Regions from separate parts of the Mus musculus genome. Here region 2 is linked to region 1. A link is a contact called in public HiChIP or PLAC-seq data. All regions are on one chromosome and are shown on one strand. Each heading gives the region's core, a stretch centred on a gene start, on an enhancer-like site or on the middle of the called end of the contact. The rest is flanking DNA. Distances are from core to core; before and after follow the strand shown. Region 1 overlaps Hsp90aa1 (heat shock protein 90, alpha (cytosolic), class A member 1). Region 2 overlaps Cdc42bpb (CDC42 binding protein kinase beta).

What was found. HiChIP or PLAC-seq counts read pairs in DNA pulled down with a chosen protein or histone mark.
Region 2: a contact with region 1 is called in an HNF4G HiChIP or PLAC-seq map of pancreatic cancer cells. The contact joins two enhancer-like sites. A contact is called at or near these places in 1 of 39 promoter capture datasets (liver) and 2 of 115 datasets of contacts at active chromatin or transcription factors (pancreatic cancer cells and trophoblast stem cells).

Annotation. Positions count from the first base shown.
Region 1 is chr12:110,685,998-110,691,447 of GRCm38.p6, reverse strand. Hsp90aa1 (heat shock protein 90, alpha (cytosolic), class A member 1) reads left to right here. Exons shown (of 11, transcript NM_010480.5): 11 at 1-412. Among named protein-coding and RNA genes, the nearest start is that of 1700001K19Rik, 6.1 kb to the right of the region's middle. Within about 2 kb of position 3,192, at least 132 of the 459 cell types and tissues checked have an H3K27ac peak or open chromatin away from gene starts, as enhancers often do. A contact at or near this core is called in pancreatic cancer cells, where this site is marked.
Region 2 is chr12:111,351,372-111,356,312 of GRCm38.p6, reverse strand. The region is part of intron 1 of Cdc42bpb (CDC42 binding protein kinase beta); the gene reads left to right. Among named protein-coding and RNA genes, the nearest start is that of Cdc42bpb, 24 kb to the left of the region's middle. Within about 2 kb of position 2,707, at least 158 of the 459 cell types and tissues checked have an H3K27ac peak or open chromatin away from gene starts, as enhancers often do. A contact at or near this core is called in pancreatic cancer cells, where this site is marked.

The DNA.
Region 1 (5,450 bases), core at 1,943-4,442:
GTGTGGCATGAAAACTAAGGGGAAGATAAAATTTCTACATGTGATACTGTGATACTATAGGTTTAACTCAAGAGGTTGATAGAGCGTTTGTTATAAGACGTAACGTAACCTACTGTTCATGTTTGCTCTGGTCTGAAGTGTTTAGCTGTTGAGCTGGATTCCTTAGGAGACCAAATTAAGATGGCTTAAATTACATCTTAAAATTTTCATTTCCTGTAGTTAATTCTGCATGTATTAGTCTTAGAAGTAAACACAAGTTAAAACAACCTGACAGGAATTCCCCAAGTGGCTTGTTTTCCAAAGTCCCGAGAACAACCCTAAGTTTCCTAGGTCTTGTAACTCAGCAAGGCTTGTGAATGGAAATAACAGTGCCCAATCACATTCTGCTTTAAAAGATAAATACAGAGGAGATAAAAAGAAGTGTGGAATGTGTCTTTTCTTTGCGCACCCCCACACACACACACACATTTGATCCATAAAAATTACACTGGTCCAGAGACTTAATCTTGTGTGTCCTATATGTGGACATCCTCTCTTCCCCAGCACACTCAGACCTTCTTGCTAGAGTGGGAATATAAAACAGCTGGTCTGTGGGGTTCTGGGATTTTGTCCTAGCACCTCTTAGATAAAGGCATGTTTGAAGACTTGGCTGGGTAGTTTGAGGCCAGCCTGAGTTCCATGAAATCCTGTCTTGGAGGCTATAAGGAAAAATAGTGGGTATTTACTATAGGGGGCAGGTAAAGAGCACTAACCAAAGCCGGGCGGTGGTGGTGCACGCCTTTAATCCCGGCAGGCGGATTTCTGAGTTCTAGGCCAGCCAGGGCCATAAGGAGAAACCAAACCAAAAAAAAGATTGGGTTGTAGGCGGCCCTATAAGACATTAATAAGTTGATGAGCTCATTGTAGGTGGTGCCATCCAGGATTCTATAAGGAGGCTGAGCAAGCCAGTAAGCAGCACCTTCTATGGCTTCTCCCTCCATTCCTGACCCTCTTATGTCCTGTGGAGATGTCCAGCAAATAAACTCCCCTTTTCTCCCCAAGCTGCTCTGGTCATGGTATTTCATTGTGGCGATAGAAACCCTAAGACAATCCCTTAAGAACTTTTTTACAGTTTTAATTACTGTTGTGAATATATTCATTCTGTATAATCATCTTCCAACTTGACTTCCCATCTGGCAACCACCATACAACTTTCCCATTGCTTTTGAGTTCTTACATAGCCTAGGCCGGCCTTGAATTCATGCCTCCGCTTACGTGACAAGATGGAACCTAGGGCTTCATGTATGCTGAACAAGTACCAGGCTGACTCCTGCCTCTCCCTGTGCTGGAACCTAGCTCTAAAGAGGCAAGGAAGTGGGACCCTACAGGATTTGGCTTGTGTCTCTGTAATATCATTTACTTGTGTATCTGACACCAAACCCTCTTTGCTGGTCTCACTTTGCAGAAAGCAACTTTAATGATTTAGAACACTAGGACTTCCTACTTCTTTAGCCAATTGTGACCAAGCAACGGTTCTCAGGCTTTCAAATGATGACCCTTTAATAGTTCATATTGGGATGACCCCCAACCACTGCTTATTTTCTGATTTTTCTTATCTACTTAGGCAACCTAGGTTTCACAACCACTGTCTTAGCATCTTAGCACCTTTGAAGGATGTAATGTGATAAGCACTTACCAATTCCTTAGTACTGTTTACAGGAGAACAAGACTCACTTGCTACCTCCATTTCCCCCTCCCCACCACCTATCATTCACATCAGAATCCTAACTTAATGTACTGCCTTCACTTTGCTCTTCTACTACATCCAGGACTGCGGGCACACACACATCATGTACTAGACTAGCACACTATTCACAAACTTATCACTTAGATGGGCAGAATCTCCCTACAAAGTGCATCCTGGCTTTAACCCTCTGCCTCCTGAGTGCTGGGATTAAAGGCATGCACCACCACCGCCCAGCAACCCAATCTTTAAAAAAAAATTTTTTTATATGAGTACACTGTAGCTGTACTGATGGTTGTGAGCTATCATGTGGTTGCTGGGAATTGAACTCAGGATCTCTTCTCCAGCCCGAAGATTATATAAGTACACTGTAGCTGTCTTCAGACACACCAGAAGAGGGTGTCCGATCCCATTACAGTTGTGAGCCACCATGTGGTTGCTGGGACTTAAACTCAGGACCTCTGGAAGAGCAGTCAGTGCTCTTAACTGCTGAGCCATCTCTCCAGCCCCTACAAGCCAATCTTCAGGAGGCATTTTCTTGAGATTCCCTCCTCTCATTTTAGCTGGTATAAAGCTGACACAAAACTGTCCAGTCTAGGGACTCAATTCAATTTGACAGAGTCAAAAGTTAGCCTTAACTTCCCAGAGCTAAGTGTCCTCAAGCTCTTGTCCTCCCAAGTGTGGCGTTGGACTCAGGACCTTTGGAAGAGCGGTCAGTGCTCTTAACCACTGAGCCATCTCTCCAGCCCCATGTCCTACTCTTGATGTGTGTTCAGTCCTGGAGATTGAATGTAGAGCTTCATGTATGTTAGGTGGGTACTGTCACTGAGTTAAGATAATATATCCTAGGCTTATTTTTTTTCTTGTGAGACCTTCATGTAGCTCAGGCTGATTCAGAACTTGCTATTACAGTACTGGGATTACAGGCCATAAGCCAACATGCTCAATTCATGCAACTGTTTTCTATTCTTATTTTTTTTTTGGTTTTTCGAGACAGGGTTTCTCTGTGTAGCCCTGGCTGTCCTGGAACTCACTCTGTAGACCAGGTTGGCCTTGTACTCAGAAATCCGCCTGCCTCAGCCTCCCAAGTGCTGGGGTCAAAGGCGTGCGCCACCACCTGCTGGTGCAACTGTTTTCAAAACATTTTCTTATTCCTTTGGGAACAGCAGCCCTGACTGGGGGAGCAGTGACTTGGCTGGAACAATCTCTCTGCCCTTGTGTATCAGATGAACACTTTACATCTTCTGCCTCTGTTTAGATGTCACTCTTCGGAACCTTTTTGTGACAGACGCCCCTAACACCCTCCTTGCACCCTCTACTTTCCTTCCCTCCCTTTGGTGCTGGAGGTGAAGCCAGTACCTCTCACAACACACTGTCGGTGTGAGAGGTACCCCCAGCCTGCACTGAACCTCCCCTAGGAGCGTTCATTGCACACTAACTGGTCACAGCCGGCCTGCCTCCTGCCAGCTGGAAAGGAGGGTGTGGATAGAAACTGTTAACTGCTGGCTTGGAGCCCAAGGCACGTGCCTGATTCATGTTTGTGCAGTGACTAACTGGCAAGTACAATTGATACTTTACCTAGGAGGGCAATTCATTTACATTTGTACCATTTAGGAAGCTTTGTTGTGTGTCTTGTCCCATCCTGCCCTCCACCCCACCCTGCCCGAGTGTTCTGGGTGTGTTCAGACCTTTAAAGAATGATTTGCAGAGAAGTCTTCCATGGGAAGGAACATCACCTCCCTAGGAAGAACATTCCAGAAAGCTGCACTTCTGGTGAGTCACTGTATATTAATAGCACCGCCAAAATCCAAACAAAGATTAGTACGTTACTGCAGAACCAAAGACTGGCAGTATCAAAGCACTTGTTTCGGGTTTCTTTTTTTTTTTTTTTCTTTGAGGTTTGTTTTGTTTTAATTGTGAATACGTGTGCCTTGTGTGAGGGTTTGAGCATAATGAAGCACAATTGGAAGTAGGAAGACATTGGGTCCTGAAGCGGCAGTTACAGGCACCTGTAGGTTGCCTGATGCGGGTGCTAGGAAGCAAAGCCAAGTCCTGCACTAGAGTGCCCTGTGCTTTTTTTCTTTAATATTTATTTTATTTATATGAGTACACTGTCCCTGTCTTCAGACCCATCAGAAGAGGGCATCAGATCCCATTACAGATGGTTGTGAGCCACCATGTGGTTGCTGGGAATTGAATTCAGGACCCCTGGAAGAGCAGTCAGTGCTTTATAACCACTGAGCCATCTCTCCAGCCCCTGTAACATGTGCTCTTAATGCTGAGCCATCTCTCCAGCCCCAAACACTTTCTGTAGATTCCAGATTAAAAACAACCCCAGCAGGGTATGGTGGCACACTCTGGAGGTAGAAGTGGGTGGGTCTGTGAGTTCGAGGCCAGCCTGGTCTACAGAGTGAGCTCCAAGACAGCCAGGGCTACACAGAGAAACCTTGTCACGAAAAAACAAAAAAAAGAAAATAAAAAAAATATTTTTTTTTCTTTGTGTGTGTGTGCACATGCCACATGTTCCCAGGTACCCAAGGAGGCCAGAAGAGGATGCTGTACCTCTTGGGACTGGAGTTACCTACAGATGGTTGTAAGCCACCGTGTGGCTGCAGAGAATGAAGGCAGGTCCTCTGCAAGAGCCACTGAGCCAGTCTCCAGCCCTTATTTATATTTTCTGTTTTTTGTTTAGTTGTTTTGTTGGTTTCACACAGGATCTTAACTAAGTAACTGGAGATGACTGGGAACCCCTGCCCTTCCTGTTTCTACTTCCCCAGTACTGGGACCACAGGCATGTGCCATTTTGGTGGTTTGTTTTAAGACAGCATCTACTATGTAGCACAAGTTAACCTAAAACTCATGATGATACATGCTCCTGCCTCAGCCTCCCAGTTGCTGGGATTGCAGGCCTGCTACCACACCGTGCAGAATAACACACCGTGCAGAAACGCATTCTATTTATTTTTAATTTATGTTACCGTGTGTGTTTGTGTGCATGTGCACACGTGTGGTTAGAGGACAGCTTCTAGGGGACTGTTCACTTCTTCCAAAATGTGGGTCCAGGCTGTCAGACTCAGCAGCAAGTGCCTTTACCTGTTGAGCCAATTCACCAGCCTCAGGAATTGGATTTTCAATTGAAGTCTGATGGGGGTGTGTTATTAATCCCAGCACTCAGGAACCATAGTCAGGAATAGCTCTCTGAGTTCAAGACCAGCCTAGTCTACATAATGAGTTCCCCCTGCCCTACCGCCTGAATTACGGGCAGGACCCTTTCTCAAATACAAAGAAACCACCAAACAAGATCAAACCATCCAGGTCTGACAATACAATCTACTCTCTGACCTTTACCTTGAACACAAGTTTGGCATAGCTGAGAAGTTTCAATGCTTCCCCTCACTGAGAACTGGCTTCAACTGGAGACATTTTGCCTGCTAATCTTAGAAGAAATGTATATGAACGTCCTGTGTGGGCCACATGGAAAATTCAAGAAAGCCTAGCTGTCCTGGAACTAGACACGCCTGGTAATTCTAGTCGATTGCAATTAAACACGCTGAGCAATACAGAAGCATCCAGACAAAACTAAGGGACCCACAGAGTATTTGGTTTTCGCTGTTCTACATAAACCCTCCGGAGACGGAGGCAAGTGTCAGAACACTGGCCAAGAATGGAGTCACATGATGGCAATTCTGAGCGCTTGTGAGAAAGCAAGAGTCTTGTGATCTCGGCT
Region 2 (4,941 bases), core at 1,458-3,957, 670 kb before region 1:
GTGCACGGATTTCCATCGCACAGAGGCTGTGCGCATTGCTGGTTCCTCTCCATCCTCAGCTTACATCTTACCTGTCTGTCTAAAACAGGGTCAAACAAAATGAGAATCTGCTTGCTACAGTAAAAAAAAGGACATTAAAAAAAAGACCTTTGGCCTATTTTTCCCCAGAGCAGCAGGACAGCAGACTTTATTGTACCTGGTACCTCTTCCTTGGCTTGGGGCTCCTGGGAGGCTCCAATGGTGGCCATCCGGATGACACTGAGGGCAGAGCAAGGGACAGCTTAGTGCAGAAAGCACTTCGTTTATGTGCAAGCGTGAAGACCTGAGTTCTCAGAACCTGTGTAAGAGCAGGGTGTGGTGACGCACACCCATAACCCCAGAGCTGCTGGCGCAGAGAGACAGGTGGATCCCTGAGGCCCTCTGGCCCGCTAGTCTAGACAAAGCGGAGAGAGAGCTCTAGGCTCGGAGAAAGACCCATTTAAAAAAATACAGTGGAATACAATCAAAGATGGTGTCGCACACACACATGTGTGTTCAGGTTGGGTATATCATGCATTGTAAGCCACCCCTGCTGCTCCTGACTTGAGCATTCCACCTTTAAATCCGGCAGCTGTTTGTTTGTTTGTTTGTAAATGTTTGTTTACTTATTGTGTGTGTTTGGCTTGGCGTGGTTGTGTTGCAGATGCATAGAGTTCTGGAGGTCAGAGGACACTTGTGTGATTTCATTCTCTCCTTCCACCACGTGTGTTCCAAGGGTTAGACTTAGGTCATTAGTCAGCCTTGGCAGCAGGCACATTTACCCACCGAACCATCTTGCCAACACTGAGAAAGCCATCAGTTTGTGTTCAGGGGACCCATGTGCCTCTGGGCCCCTTTCAGCTTGTCTTTTGGTTGGCTGGCAGAGATGACTTCAGGTGTGGACCCCCTGAGAAGAGAGATCGTTCAGGGTAGAGCATCCTAACTTCTAAGCTCAGTTGCTCCCAGTAGACAGTCTCTGTTACTAAGTCTGCCTACCTTCTCCAGCAGATGCCGCAGGCGTGAGAGCTTTGTCAGCTTGACACAACTGAAGTCATCTAGGAAGAAGCAACCTCAGTTGAGAAAATGTCAGCATCAGCTTAGCCTGTAGGCGAGGCCGTGGGGTGCAATTTCTTTATTGTTTGTTTGTTTGAGACAGGATTTCTCTGTGTATCTCTGGCTGTCCTGGAACTCACTTTGTAGACCAGGCTGGCCTTGAATTTAGAAATCCACCTGCTTCTGCCTCCCAAGTGCTGGGATTAAAGGCATGTGCCACCACCACCCGGTGGGGTGCAACTTCTTGATTAGTGATTGATATGGGATGGTTCAGCCCACTCCGGATAGGGCCGACCCTGCTCGGGTGGTCTTGTGCTATACAGGAAAGCAGGCCGAGTGAGGCATGGAGCTAAGTCAGTAAGCAGCACCCTCCATGGCCTCTGCTTCAGTCCCTGCCTCCAGGTTCCTGCCTTGGGTTCCTGCTCTGACTTCCCCTGGTGATGGACTGTGACCTTCTCGGGTGGTTTTGGTCATGGTGTTTATCACAGCAATAGAAACCAGACTGGGGTTGCCGAGGAACCCACTTTGACAACCTCTGTCCGTACAGAGCAGATACTTCCAGAACATGCTAACCTCTCCGCATTCCAGTATTCTCCACCCTCTTCAGCCACTTGCTAACAGGCACTTATCTTTCCGGGGTGAGGTTTGGTTTGTTGCTTTTTTTTTTGCATTCATTCTGTGTGTGTCTGTCTGTGTGTGTCCCCATGTGTGCATGCATGCATGCATGTGTGTTTAAGAAGGGCACATGTGGAGGTCAGCGGACAACTTGTGGGAGTTGGTTTTTTTTTCCTTCCGTGTGTTTCAGGGATTGAACCTGAAGTCAGTCAGGTTTGGCAGCACTTTTAGCTACTTGTTTACCTACTTGTTTGCCTTTTGAGACAGTCCCTTGGCCGAGTTTAGGCTGGCCTGGAACTCACTGTGTGGCCCAGACTGGCTTTGAAGCCTCAGTCCTCTTGCGTCAGCTCCCAGGTTTTAAGCTTACAGGTGTGTACCTCCACGCCTGTCTCAGCCCTCACTCTTTAATTCTGATTTCCTGTCTCTTAAATCTAGGATGTACATAAATATGATACATCCAAGAGCTTGTGGAAGAGATGGCCTGGAAACTAGAGAGTGCAGTGGCCATAATTTCTCACTCCGTCACCTGCTGTACACTCACTTTTCACTTTAATGATTTGGGGAGAGAGGCACTACTGGGGACAGAACCCAGGGCTGCGTGCAGCTGGGCAAGGCTCTGGACTGTGCCAGCCCTGGAATTTTTAAAATGAATGTTTTTGTTCACAGCAGCAGGGGAGCTGGCTCTATTGCAGGGTTACTCGTGACAGCAGAGGATCTTCTCTTCACTGAAGGACTCCCACAGGACAGCGCTGCATGTGGCTGGGATCACAGCCCCATGGAGTATTCAAGTGCCGTGCACCATCCTCAGGCAGGAGGTCAGACACTGACGTGATGTGCAACAGTGAGGTGGTTGCGGGCTTGTTTCCATGGTAACAACAGCTTCCACCACATTGAAAAGAATGGAGAAAGGCACCTGACAAAGAGGGCGTGTCGGGAGTGAAGGGCAGCAGGGCAGCCCCAAGTGGGCCTGGAAAGTAGGTGTGACCGGCTTCATCCGGGCATAGGCGGCGTGACGGTACACTGCTGGAATGAAGGCTGGTGTTGACTCAGCACAGCCTTCCCACCCCAGTGGACTTTCACTGCCCAAGCTTGTAGCTGGCTTGGCTTCTGACTCACTGTTAAAAAGCTTCCTCCTCACTCTGCAGCTGCGCGCTGAGCATAATTCAAAGGCATCGTTTGCTGACCCGCCGGGAGTGCCTCGGGTCCACAGGTCCCCGTCAGTCTCACTTAGGGACACCACTGGGACTTGTTGGAAGAGTCGAGTCCGTTTTTCTCCAGGTCCTGGTTCATGACGGGGGTCTGCAACTGCCTGCCTGTGACGTAGACCGCTGTCACTTCACAAATACCTAGTTACCTGTACAAGTGAGTGTGGCTCTGTAATTTGAGCACATATTTCAGAACCCTTAGCGTGAGTGTTAACCTTTGTGCTCTCACTAGGAGCCACGGTGTGTCAGGCAGCCACGCGTTCTCCTGACGGGTGAGGAGAAGCACAGAGCCTTCCTTCAGGTGGAGTTGACTTGTGTCTTGTGTGTTCCATGTCCCAGCTACGTCAGTTGCCTTCAGGGTCCCTGTTTCTCTGTGATTACCCTCTATTTACACTAGATCCTGAAGACCACTTCATTTGCACACATGATGCTGCTGACATAGAGCTACAGAGACCGAAGAGTTGAGAGACTTGCAAAAAGACTTAGGCCTAAGCTGGGTGTGGTGACGCATGCCTTTAGTACCAGCACTCTAGAGGCAGAGGCAGTTGGATCTCTTAAGTTGGAGGCCAGCCTGGTCTACAGAGCAAGTTCCAAGACAGCCAGGGCTACACAGAGAAACCTCACCTCGGGGGGAAAAAGGAAGGCTTGAGTCCAGAGGCTGAGGCCGGGTTGATAGCTGATGGCCGGCATTGTGAGCTGCTGCGTGGGAAAGGGAAGCCTAAACGCCTGCCATCTGCCGGCAGCTGCCTTGGCCACGGCCCTCCTTCCTCAGACTCTTTCCCTGCTAGCCCCTCTGGTCAACGTTCTAGTCTTACTTCTCCTCTTGGGAAAGGAGCGGGGGGTATAAGGCATTAGTTTCTCATTTCATGATTCTCAGTCAGAGAGCTCTTTGCCACTAGTTCTTCCTGGCAGAGTTTTCCTTTAAAGGAACACAGGGCTTCAGTTTTTCTTACAATTTGGATCTCTCTCAATAGTTTCTCTCTGTGTTTGTGTGTGTGTGTGAGTGGTGGTGGCATGTTCTTGAGGGGGTGTGGATACCCGTGTGTGAACACTCGTAGGCTGGAGGAGGACACCAGGTGTCTTCATGCTCTTTGCCTCTGCCTTTCTGCCCTGAGACAGGGTCCCTCATTTAACTGGAAGCTTGCCGACTCTTCGGCTTGGTTGGCAGTCTGGTGGTTGAGCTCCTGGAATCCGCTTGTCTCTGTTGCCTCAGCTGGGGCCCAGCAAGCAGTCCTGTCTTACTGCTGAGCCATCTTCTTAGCCATAGTAGTTATCTTGATTGATGATCCATTGCCTTTGGGTGACAGGAGAAGGTGGAGCTCTTGCATGGAGCACTTGTGTGGAGCACTTGCATGGAGCACTTGAATGCGTCTGACCTCCAGCTGTGCAGAGCAAGAAGTACAGTGGGGGGGGGGGGGCTGGTGAGATGGCTCAGTGGGTAAGAGCACCCGACTACTCTTCCAAAGGTTCTAAGTTCAAATCCCAGCAACCACATGGTGGCTCACAACCACCCATAATGAGATCTGATGCCCTCTGGTGCGCCTGAAGATAGCTACAGTGTACTTACATATAATAAATAAATAAATAAATAAATAAATAAATAAATCTTTAAAAAAAAAAAAGAAGTACAGTGGGGTCTGGAGGAATGGGAATGGTGGTGTGAGCCTTCCTTATGGAGAAGGTAAATCTCTTTTTGATGGCTTGTCATGGTGACTGGAGAAGTTAAATCTCTTTGATGTCATGGTGACAGTCAGTCCTCACAGGTTTGTGGCTGTGCTGGGCAGAAAGTGGGTAACCCATAGGAGGTAGACTTAGGCTTCACGTCCTCTTTGTGAAGGGAGGACTTAGTGTTTGGTAGTGTTCCAGGACCCCCAGAGTTGAAGACTGAGAGTGCGGGAACTGGCAGAGCCGTCATTGGTGCTACTCCAGGTTAATGGTGTGAGTGCCCACCTGGTCCGTAGCACTTCCTGTGGGTGTTTGTTGACCCAGTAGCACGGAGTGTCTAGATACTGATGGAGTGTAGAAGAGTTCCATTCCGTGTGCTTTTCAA